2 separate regions of the Anser cygnoides genome follow, and region 1 is linked to region 2. A link is a contact called in public Hi-C data. All regions are on one chromosome and are shown on one strand. Each heading gives the region's core, a stretch centred on a gene start, on an enhancer-like site or on the middle of the called end of the contact. The rest is flanking DNA. Distances are from core to core; before and after follow the strand shown. Region 1 has its middle 92 kb from the start of KCNE2. Region 2 holds the start of ATP5PO (ATP synthase peripheral stalk subunit OSCP).

Evidence for each region. Hi-C and Micro-C count contacts between places; a contact is called where the count stands out from the background.
Region 1: a contact with region 2 is called in a Hi-C map of liver, with 4 times the contacts expected there. The contact joins the enhancer-like site here to the promoter of ATP5PO in region 2. A contact is called at or near these places in 3 of 7 Hi-C or Micro-C datasets (granulosa cells and liver).

Annotation. Positions count from the first base shown.
Region 1 is chr1:113,810,508-113,816,466 of Taihu_goose_T2T_genome, reverse strand. No RefSeq gene overlaps it. Among named protein-coding and RNA genes, the nearest start is that of KCNE2, 92 kb to the left of the region's middle. Within about 2 kb of position 1,721, at least 1 of the 3 cell types and tissues checked has open chromatin away from gene starts, as enhancers often do. A contact at or near this core is called in liver, where this site is marked.
Region 2 is chr1:113,645,777-113,651,927 of Taihu_goose_T2T_genome, reverse strand. ATP5PO (ATP synthase peripheral stalk subunit OSCP) reads left to right here and starts at 1,641. Exons shown (of 7, transcript XM_048071552.2): 1 at 1,641-1,748; 2 at 1,864-1,914; 3 at 2,000-2,110; 4 at 2,385-2,514; 5 at 2,631-2,743; 6 at 4,248-4,334; 7 at 4,636-4,815. The coding sequence starts at 1,719. The coding sequence ends at 4,749. It overlaps LOC106043402 (a long non-coding RNA gene), which reads right to left and starts at 1,591. Exons shown (of 7, transcript XR_010825360.1): 1 at 974-1,591.

The sequences.
Region 1 (5,959 bases), core at 472-2,971, 160 kb before region 2:
ACTTTAAACACCCTTCCCTCTCTTTCGCACTGACTCTGTTGTCTCCCACAGCTAAGATGCAGGCAGGAACTCAAGACCCTGAAGAACAGTGCTCTCTTGACTGCTAACAGCTCTAAGAAATGACTATATATAACTGCTGTCTGTCACAGCTGTGCATTTCATAGCCTTACTGCCTGTTCAGTAGACAAATGTCCTCTGTTCTTGCCCAGTTCCCAGACCCAAAACCACCTTTCGACACAAGAGCTGAACTTCAGCATCTTGGTTCCAAGGACCTTTCCCTAGGCTGCTGTGAGTCTCTCTCCTGGCCAGCTTTAAAGAGATGGCAACCCTTTTCTAGCCAGTTCTTCTTGATCACCACAACAGCAATTAGCTGAACAGTCTTCCCGAATTTCTGCGTTATCCTCTTGTTTTCTAAATCAGATATAACAATGTTTCCCAGAGCTGAAAAATATCATAGACCAACCTATAATTGCCTTTTGACTTTGATGCCTACCAGGAGCAAATCTTGACTAATAGGGTTCCTAGCAATTGAATTCTACCTTTTTGTCTGCTTGCTCTCCTGGTGGGCTGCTACAAATGGAGGGTCACTTCCCCTGGAAAATCACACAGCTGTGTGAAGTGTTCTTAGCCTTCTTTCACATCTCTGTCCGTAGAAAGAAGTCCAGCTGAATATCTACAAATTGGCCTGCTGTTAATTTATCTTGGAAAGTCTCATGTGGATATGCCTGGAACCTAAGTTTTCTCGGGTCCTCAGTTCAGATGGGGACCCTTTTTTTTTCTCTTCTAAATCTCATGTCAAGAGTTCGAGCCAAATATGGATATATCTTATCCTACATCCGGATCTAAATAAAAACTGTGCCACAAATCATATTTCCAAGATTTTTCTCTTCAAGCAACTTGTCTTTTTTTTTTCTTTTTTTCTTTTTTTTTTTTTCCTGAGGGCACATTCTACCGCGCTATTAGAGCTAGTTTCTATTAGGCTTGTTTATGGAAGGAGGAAAAAATTAATGACAACATCAGAGAGATTCTTTGGTGAGATCCTATTTACAAAGTGTGCCCACAAAGTCCTATTTCCCAGAAAGAAAAAGAAAAAAAAAAAGTAGAAACAAATGACAGCAGAATATTTTCTTGCTCACAGTTACTAAGTCTCCCCCTTCTGTCAGTTCTGCTTTTTCTCATGATGACACACATAACCGTTTCTGTCTGTTGGCTTTCTTTTTCTCATGTGTACAGAGGCTGCCTGTGATTGTAGACCCTCCATTTTGCAATTAGAGAACGTCTCAGCCCACATTTCTTACCTTCCGACTAGGCCTCATCTATTTTTTTTCCTCCCCTTTCACTGTGCGAGGAGCTTACTATGGAGCAAAGATTTTGCTTCAAGGCAACTAGTAACACCTTGCTATAAACAGCTCGATATCACATGTTATATTCTGTTTGCATCTTCTGAGGCCATAGTTCATCCCTCAGTCATGTGAACGCTCTGCACTGCCAGGTCACGTAGCAGCTGAAGGCATGGTTGTGTGGGCAGGCTGTGAACGGTCGCTGCTGCTAGCTAGATCACACAACAGCGATTTTGTGCCATGGACATGCTGCCAGAAGTGTCCCAGAGTGCCTCATGTGCCTCAGCTCCCCGCTTGCTTTTGTGAACAACAGTGAGACAGAGAGGCTTGGGGCTTGATGCTGACTTTGTACCTGCTTGGACTGCTCTGACTCTGGCTACCCTGTAATGCCCAGCTATTATGAATCATGACAGTTTCTCCAAGATTGCTTCTCTGCTATTTCCACAGCCCTTCCGTCCCTAACTACTCATACTCCCTCATCACTAAAACATTTCCTGTAATGTAGCTGCTCAGGCTACATCAAGGGCACTTCTGGTTGCCCAGTATTTCACTGTGTGTAACCTTTTGTATGTACCTCAGAGAAGCTGGGTCCGGACCTTTCTCAATTCCAGCAGTAGGTTTTTGCCATCCTTCTTAGACAACTGCTTCAGATCATGCCTGTGTGGACATGTACAGGCAGAGCTCAGGTCTTCTCTGCTCTCCAGGATGGCTTCTTGGCTAGGTGTGCTAATGCAGCTATTTGACTTCTGGGTAGAAGTTAGCCTGTACCTGCCCATGAAGATATGCCCTCTGCCAGGTTTTATGATACTCTCAAATACAAGCCTGGAAAAATAAGCTCTACCTTGCATAGTTCTCCTTAGTACCATTTCCAGGACCAGCTCCAAGAAGCAAAAGCATCCTAGGAAAACCCAATACGCTGTATTTCCCAGAGATCCCATCACCTCCATCCTGCTGTGAAAGGAACAAAATTTTCCTTCACGGTATCAATCATCTTGTTGTTGTGCATAAAAACCTCTGATTCGGGATTCGTCTACTCCAAATGCAGGCTTCCCCCAATGCAGTTGCCAACCGCTGAGCTAGGCTTCCTTTGTAGTCAGCCAGCTGAGGTGCTTTGCAGGGCATGATTCATCCCACCCTCAAGCAGGTACCAAAATTAGGGCAACAAAGTCCTCAGGGGAGCAGCTCTGGTGTAGACACCTACCCCCAGACTTCTAAAGTTCAGTAACATGAATCCCACTTCCAGACACTTTTCAGATGACCCAGTTTATCAACAACTGTCACTTAGCAAAAAAAAAAAAAAAAAAAAAAAAAAAAAGCAGATGCTCTAATCTGTACTTTCATTTCTCTACTTTTATTGAAAACTCCAGGCTTGTACCACAGAAGTCTGGGAAAGACTATCCTTTCAGATTGCACCAGGGGCTTAATAAGAATGAAAACAGCTTCACAACACATCTGGCTTACACTTTGAGAGCTCACCTGGACCTCTGTCATCTGATTTCACACATAGGTGCGGTCCCAAATCAAATATATACTTAATCAAGAACCTTACAGGACTTTGAAGTATATATTTTATAGCATTTCAGCCCAAACTAGCTTCTATTTACTTAATATTACTGTTCAAACAACTCCCGAGACGTATATGGAGCTTTACAAACACATAAAGCAGATAGATCGCAGTCCGTGAAAGCTTTGATTCTAAACAAAACATAGCAGCAAATGAAGACAGACTGCTGTGTGGGAGCTGAGGAAATGGTTACAACCAGCAAGGCTAACTTCGTATAGACTTCACATTTAAAAAAAAAAAAAAAAAAGTTTGCACATTTTTCAGTTGATATTTCTGGGCCTGGTATTTTATGCTTGAAAAGCTTCTTCCTGACCTGTCTGGTTTTATTTGCATTGAACCATTTGCTTCATCAGAGTTTCCCAAGAGACTGCAGGATTGTCGTAAAACTCCCCGCCACTCTATTTTAAGCAGACTATCAATGCACTTGAGTGTTCAGACTATTAGGGGTTGCCTCCACCCCTGCTAACAGGCGGGGAGTACTGACCGCAGGCTCCTCTCAGGTCATCTCCTGTGGCGCGTTGAGCAGCAGCCTTCCTCGGAAGACCCCCCCTCTGAGGAGGACAGGAGAGGGGAATTGCTTCTCAGCCTGCTGAGCTTCTGCACACAAGACACAGCAATCTGGCACCTCATTTACCGCTTGGGACAGGCACAAAGGAAGCCTGGAGCTGCCTTGCTGGATGCAGCCGAGCCTCAGTGGGGCATGCAGATGTCCTCACCTCTACCTCTCTCTGCACCACCACAGCTTGCACTGACCTAGCATGGGGGAGCAGGAGAAGCACTCACACCAAGGCTGTGTCTCTCTCCCTGTGACCCTACAGGCTGATCCCAGACCTCTGGGCAAAATTGGGGATGAGAGGAATGAGATGAGGAAGAGGTCACGCTGCCTCCTGGCCCCAGACCTCTGAACGGATGGGGTGGGTGGCTACAGCCTAGATATGATTGTATGATCTTTTTCAAATATATATAAGGTAAAAAATATGTTTATTGGCTGCCTGACTAGCAAGGAATGTCTTCTGCCATTTTGGCCCAGTTCGTCTATCTCCTCTCTGCACCTTCAATATTTCCTGATCATCTAACCTCTGTTTTCCACATCTAATTCTATGCTGACACACACTGCCTGCAACAGCTATTCATCGACGCTAAATTACTGCTCTTATTCTCACCCTAATCTGTCACTAATAGTAATTATATGTTACTTCCTATATCACCTTATGCTAAATCCTGAATGTAGGCCCACTAAGGCAGTTAGGATTAAATGATACCACACCTATCAGACAGCCGTTGTGTATACATTGCCACACACATGCACGGTAGGGTGACAGTCCCTCTGCTTTCCCCTCTGACCTATCCATGCCTGTGTGCCTTTCAGCTGGTGTCCAGCAGTGCCTCTGCTGAAGGACTTAACATGCAGTGGAAGGGGTCCCTCTGACCACCATCCACAGGGCCAAAACACCCGCCAGGACTTCTGCGGTCACCACACTTCAGGCAGTCCCACTGATTCTCCTAATGATGGTCAAAGCCTTGTAGTGCCTGCCCACTGCTGCCACCCATAAAACACAGGGACGAAGCTCCTCTGTAGTCCAAGGACTATCGACCACTGGACTTCCCCTCAACCTCCCTTTAGGGAGCTTGCAGGGGAGCCACCAAGAGAGCATAAGCTTTTTCCACTCGTTGCAGGAGGGTGAATTTTATCTCTAGTGCTTGCATACTGCAGAGTGGCATAAATTAAATCAAAGTGGAGCTGAGGAAATCAATTAGAGTGGAGTCTCTGCAGGATTTAGATGGTTTGCAGTAAATAAGGCCTGGGGCCACACACTGAATGCTGAGAATGAACCAGTAATAATGAATTGCGACCCAGTCAATGAGGACCATCCGGCCAGCACACTAAAAGGGGACATCATGTCACAGAAAATAGAGCACATGAGCATGTAATTGGAAACCATATCGCACTTGCATACATGCAAGCAGCTGGAATGGACAACACACAAGCAATTCAATTCTTCTTCATAACTTCTGAGTGCTTTACGTCCCAGTCTTCACATTTTCTGGTTTCTTAGATTGAAGATACCAATAAAGTGATAGGGCAGAGACTTGTTAACCATCAAAATTACCTTCATCAAAAACTCAGCTCTCAGAAGCAGCTAATGAAACCGCACTCCTAAAGCAATCACAGAGTATTCAAAATAGGCGCATGGGAAGTAGCTCATGGAAATGTACTGGGCTGGAGCACACAAAGTGTGCCTGCATAGCCCCTGGGGAAAGCACAGTTACACGCTGTGTTGCAAGAGAGGCTGTGCTCTGCGGAGAGGTAGCTCAAAAATCAGCACAACTCTAAATTCCTTCATGTGCTGCCATAGTACCTTATTGTGGAAACATATATGGATCTGCAGAAACTTATTCCACCTGCCTCAAAGGAACTAAGATATACAGTGCGAGCTTTTAAAGGCTGACAATTGTAGAACATCAATAATTCAAAACCTGTGTATGACTCACACTGCCCAACCCATCCCCCTAAGGTTACTTTTACTTAATATTCACAGAAGGCACATTGTTATTTCTTCTTCAAAAAAGTCATGAATAACTTACCATTCATTACCCAAGCACTTTTTTTTTTTACAGCTGACTTTATCGAAAAGAATAAGAAAGCATAGAAAATGTTGATTTCCCAACCTCTTAAAACCTTCCTAGTTTATTGTTATTGAGCATAAAAGTATTATTCAAAAACTTTTAGTTTGCAGAAGATTACAGTTTTGTTTGTTTGTTTAAAGGGCTCAACTTTGTTTTGTATTTGTTTTGTAAGCAATATCCACCTCTGTTCCTAAAAATGTAATCCAATGAAAAAAAAAAAAAGGCAAATACCAGACTAGATGAACATTTGCATTTACCTACAAACTAATATATCAGAAATCATTCTTCAGACTACCAGAAAAACGTGGACTGATAAATTCTGTTACACTCTGCTTGGCAGAAGATGGTAAATTCTCAAGCGTTCCACCTTGGATCATTTTAATCGTTTCAAACCAGGGTGGCTTCCTCTACCCATTATGGGAAGCAG
Region 2 (6,151 bases), core at 392-2,891:
CAGGAGGATCTGCTCCATGATCTTGCCGGGCACAGAGCTGAGAGTAACTGACCTGTAGTTCACCAGGTCTTACTTTTTTCCCTTTTAAAAAATGGGCATTATATTTCCTCTTTTCCAGTCAGTGGGAACTTCACTGGACTGTCACAACTGCTCAAATATGATGGATAGTGGCTAAAAGATCATGGAGTGCTAAAAGATCATAGAGTGTTTCAGAGTTACTCTAATGAAATTTTGGATACAGGACCCCATTTCAAACAAATGCATTCTCTGTAATTTTCCCAAGTTTCAGTGTATGCACATTACCACAAAAAATAAACAATGTATGTTTTTCCTTAAAGAGAAACAAAGCATTTTCTTCATTTTAGATGTGTTTTTCTTAGTACTGTAGTTATTAAAAATATCAAGAAGAATGGTGTTAGAATGGTAAAAGCTATCATGAACTATACTTGTGGCTTTGAACGTCCCCAGAGCAAATACAACTGGTGATTGCAGGCGCTGAATTCCAGCATCCAGAATAACACATATTGGTTATAGCATCTTATTTCTGATGGGATGCTATACCAGCTTTCTTATTCAGACTCTATTTCCTAAAGAGTGCTAGTCTAATTCTCTGTTTTTGATGTAGCTTTAGCGAGCACTAATTTTTCAATTTGCAGCAACAGCAACATCTAGTGTTCCCAGTCTGCCCTGCATACTTACGTAGCATGCTTGCCATTAATGCAATGCTTCGTATTTTAATACCACCTCCACCTGACCTGCTCACACCACAGAAAATAATTACTCAAACTTTGAAACAGCTCTGTGAGCAGCTGATCCTTTTAGTTTACAGAGAAGACGGAATAATCAGGGAGAGAAGGTGTTTAATTGTTGAAGACAGTTCAGCAGGAGCTGAGCGAGCTGCGTAAGGTCGCACTGGGAGACTCTGGCAAAGTCAGAGCTGAAATGCAGCCTGCCTACCTACACTGTGCTTTACCTGGAAGATCTCTTTGTCCCAGAAGATATATGGACCTAATTTATCTGAGGGGAGGAAACAGCTCGTTGTATCTCAGAGGCAGTTTCACCACATTAGAGGACAGCAGAAACATCTGCGGGAAACATGACATTTTCTCCACTGCAGAGTTTGCGAGAGGCTTGCTCTCTACAGCCGAACAGAGGGATGCAGGGTTGTGTAACTACAGGACCCTTGTGGGAAGCGAGGAAGGGGTTGGGGCGGCAGGGGGGACGTGGGGTGACCCCGAAGGAGGGGCTGCAGCCCCGCAGGCCTCCCCTCCACCAGCACAGCCCCAAGCAACCCGAGGGCTGCGGGCAGCTTGTCACTAGACCTATGACAGGCAAAGCAGGCAGGTGCTGGGTCGAGACCCCCACACAGACCCCTGCCCGCGGGTTTTCCTGAGGAAAGCCACTTCGTTTGCCCTCGAGCCGGGCACAACCGCCTCCTCCACCGAGCAGCACAGCCACCAAAGCCTGGCCTCACCCCGCGGGCTTGCGGGGCGCCGAAGCCCTCGGCTATTTCTCCCAGCCGGGCCCGCCGAGGCTGCTCGGAGGGCGCCGTACCTAAGGACGCCCACAGCGCTGAGGGAGGACAGCGATGGCGCACAACTACAGAACTACATCCCCCGGCGGGCCGCAGAGGGGGCGGTGCGGCCGCCGTGCCTGCGCGCTGCCTCCACACGGGGCCGGGCGGCGCCGTGACCTCGAGCGGCGGGCGGGCGGACAAAATGGCGGCGGCGGCGGGGCTGGCCCTGAAGGTGATGGCGGGGGGCGGCGGGGGGCTGGTGGGGGCTCTCGCCGGGCTCTCCCCTCGCCGTGCGGGGCGAGGGGAGGCGGCGAGGGGGTGCGAGGCCACCGCTGTGCGTCCCGCAGGTGCGGCAGCTGAGCACGTCGGCGGCGAGGCCGGTGTCCAAGCTGGTCAAGGTGAGCGGGGAGCGGGTGCGGGGGGCGGGTCGGAGCCGCCGCGTCCCCGTCCCGGGGCTCCCCTGAGCCGCGCTGTCGCCCGCAGCCCCCCGTGCAGGTGTACGGGCTGGAGGGCCGCTACGCCACGGCGCTGTACTCGGCCGCCACCAAGCAGAAGAAGCTGGAGCAGGTGGAGAAGGAGCTGCTCCGCGTGTGGGTAAGGAGCCCGGCGCCCCGCGTCGCCCCGGGTGTCGGGGTGGCCCTGCCTGGTGGGAGGGAGGTGGGTCTGTGGGCCCAGGCGGGGAAGGAGGAGCATCACCCCTAAAAGAAACCTCCCGTAAATGAGCTGCACCTGGGGCTGTCGTCGTCCCACCTGCATGCTTCTCATCTTTTCGGGCTTGCTCGAGGAGTGACCTTGTTGCCCACTTGGACGGTTTGTTTAGGCTTGGAGAACTTGTGTTTTTTATAACGTTGCACGTGTGTCCTCTTAGACTCTTTTGAAGGACCCCAAACTGTCCAGTGTTGTTATGAACCCTCATACCAAGAGCACAGTTAAACAAAAAGCTGTAAATGATGCTTTAGCAAAAGAGAAGATGTCCCCTATTACTGTCAACCTGATGAGTGAGTAATCATTTGAATTTTGAAAAACATCCAAGGCTACCGGTTATTACTGGTTGCTAACCAGATCTGCTTCTAGTGGTTGCTTTAAACCCTTTCAATACATCTACCTCTTCCAGACTTGCTTGCTGAAAACGGTCGCTTGCGCTACACTCCAGGCATTGTTTCTGCCTTTGGGAAGATCATGAGCGCGTACCGAGGAGAGGTGCTGTGCACGGTCACCACTGCACAGGTAGGTCAGGAATCTCTAGGTTGACCCTAACAGATAGTGACATAAAAGGCAGACCTCTTTAGTTTTATTTTGCTTTCTGTAATATAAGCGTCTTGCTGTGTGAGTAGTGAGGAAAAATCTCACCTCTCCTAGGATGAAAGTCTCTCTGCAAGTAGCGTTTTGATATCCAATAGTTGTTGGTCAGCAATTGAATGCGTTCCTCCTGTATCAGCTTAACAGGTAACATAATTCCTGTGTGTGAACCCTATGGCTGATAGAAGTCAGCCTTGTCTGCCTCTGCTCTTATTTCTGTCACCAAGATGGTACTGATCAGGTCAGAGCTAACAGATCAGCTATTAGCTAGAGCAAGGCAGATAGCTGAGGACTAAAAATGCCTGTGGTGTTTGGTACTGTGCTTCACAAGAAGCAGCTACTTAATTCGCTGCATGCAGTTATTGGGCAAGTAGCTAATTCTGGAGCTGTGGGAGGATTTTTTCAAAGGCAGACGCTTTTTGCTGATGCTTATAAAGGTGAGAGCGAAGATGATGTCTCTGTAAGCTGTAAAGTTAAGGCTGGAGATGTGGGGATTCTGGCACTTCAGTAATTTCTTTGGTGATGGATCCATGCCCAGGTCTGTTACAGCAGGAAGCTTGCCTGCTGTGTATGTAAAGTAACTCTTTTGCCCTTGAGTGGGGCTAAAATGAACTGCCTAGTGGACTAAGTAAAAAGACTCACCTATCTCAGGGTGACTGGCTCTCTGTAGGCCACAAGGACAGACTGTTAATCTAGTTGATAGCCTTCAGGGATGTGTAAACTCAAAAGCCTTTGTAAACCTTTTCATGAATTTTCCCAAATAATTCATAAGTAAAGTTACTCTCCTGCTGCCTGTTTTGGTGGTTGTGGTGATGGTTTCTTTTAGCTCTCAACAGTTAGCTATTAAATAGAAATTATTTACATTTCAGGTAATGCAATACCATTGCTCCTCTGTGAGATATTTTCCATTTCTGTCACAGTGATGTATGAGCAGCTCACTGGGAACGCAAGGGCGTTTTCACAGTGCCTCTCCCCCAGGGATGCAGAGTTCCTCCATGGTGATGGAGAGAGGTGTAGTTAGCTGAGAGCAGCAGGGCTGGGTGCTCTCTGCCCGTGTCCTGAGTCGCTGTCCCGTGCTTTGTCAAACTTTTTTCTTAAGCAGATAATCTGAACTGTTAGAAACAGCAAAAATTATCTTTTCTTATGTAGCCTAAATGATGCTGTGAAGGTCTTCTGTTGAGTGCTCAGTTTGGCAAGTAAATATGCTTGCTTTCTGAAGATGTTAACATTAAGCTGTTGCTAGAAATACGTATGCAGAGAACACAATCTGTGCTGTCATGTGGTTATTGCTGTCCAAGAAGGCTGCTTACTCTGCCTTCCTGGAAGTGCCTTTCATTATAAGAATCTGAAGAGAAAAATTAGCATTCTCATTATATCATTTGATTTTTTTTGAAGTCCTTCACTTTCCTGGTCTTCTGTTCAAATCTTTCAGCCCTTGGATGATGCCAGTCTTACTGACCTAAAAAGTGCTCTGAACGGATTCTTGGCGAAGGGAGAGGTCTTGAAGCTGGAGACCAAGGTACGGATTTCTGATTTATACATATATTTAATCAAGTTAATATTAAATTGGGCTTCTCTCTCTCTGATCTTTTTTCTTTAAAAAGGAACAAACAATAAAAATATGGTGTGTATTCATTTTATTTAATACACTTCTGTGCTTTCTTTTAGACCTGATGATGCTTTAATTACTAAAATCTTAACTTTGGAATGTAGCGTCTGCAAAATTGTCGTAAATAAGGCTCTTTTTACAAATGTAAAAATTGTATACTAGGTTAGCAAATTTTTGCTAATGGAATTCCTGTTCAATATTTCTTCTTTAGACTGATCCTTCGGTCCTTGGTGGAATGATTGTCAATATTGGGGAGAAGTATGTGGATATGTCAACAAAGACAAAGATCCAGAAACTCACCAAAATCATGAGAGAGACTGTCTAGCAAGCTGTCCTGTCCATTCACAATGAAACTTATAAGGTGGAAACAATAAAATTATTTCTTCTCGAATAGACAGTTTCAAGTATTTTGATTCCAAAACACAGCAAGGGGAGAAGGATGATGAAACTGGTGAGTTTAACAGTCTTCACTGAATGTTTGGTGACACAGCTCACCTGTGACAGAGCTGAATGTTGCTCTGGAGGATACAGAGAGTAACTCTCTATGAGCTGATAAATGTGGTCACGGAGTTGCAGTCAGTCTCCAAGGAAAACTCCCGTGCAGGAAGTTGTCAGGATGGCAGTTCGATGATCCTGCTGCTGCATGTGCTGTTTCTCTGTATGGGAAGAGCTGACGCTGAAACTGCAACCAGGAGATTCCTTCCAAAATGTGAGAACAGCTGCTCAGCAGTCTTGTCATCAGTGCATTCTCAACAGCTACTTCAGGCCTGCTTTACTTCCACAGCTGTATAGTTCAACAGAGTTATGTATATGCCTTAAACTAAAATTACCCTCTAAAATCTTGCTGCTGGGAGGTTAACATGCACTTTGGCTATACCACTGTCCCATTGCGCCAACCCAGCCCTAAAACAGCTGCAAAGAAATAGATCCTCAAGGTGCAGGTTTTAGCAAGTGCTGAGCTAGACAAATGGACTCGCTGCTTAATAATGATAGGATAGCGAGGACACTGACTTCAGGGCGGCTGGCCAGATGCAGTAATTATTAACAAAAAACAGAGGAGAGACCAGAGTGGGACTTGCTATGTTCTCATACAGCTGAGCCCCAGTCACCAGCAAGCTGGATAAACATTGCCGATGACATGCCTGGCCACAGATCAGGGTCTGCATAAAGTAATAACATGCACAAAGCGATGACACCTGGCCTATTAAGCACTCACCTTCTGGGGGTTCTTCTGTTCGTTGTTTGCTGTTTTTTCTGTCTTACTATGCATTTGGTCAACTCTCACTTTTCCAAGTGCAAACAATCTGTTACTGAGATGAAAGGTGGCATGTGTCACAGGTGTTAAGTGCTGCTAACTTATTTACTGCTGAGTCATCACTTGGCTTATAGCTTCATAGTCCTTTTGTCAAATACTAAAGATATAATATGTCTTTGATACCATATCACTCTTCTTCAGTACTTTTCAAGAAAGTAACAATACGCAGTTAAACTTGGAAAAAAAAGAGGGTTTATTCTCGCATAATTTCACTTGCACAACTACAGTCTCATCTGTGTCAAACAAATTGCACAGACTAAAATCCGATCTGCAGTTTCAACCTCGGTGAATGCAGTCTGGGACGCGGCATAATTCCTCAAACAGGTGAATGCAGCTGAAAGACTTGTTTAGTTTGGTATCGCCTATAAATAGAATCATTTAACCAAGTATGGCAGAGGAAACAACACATTCA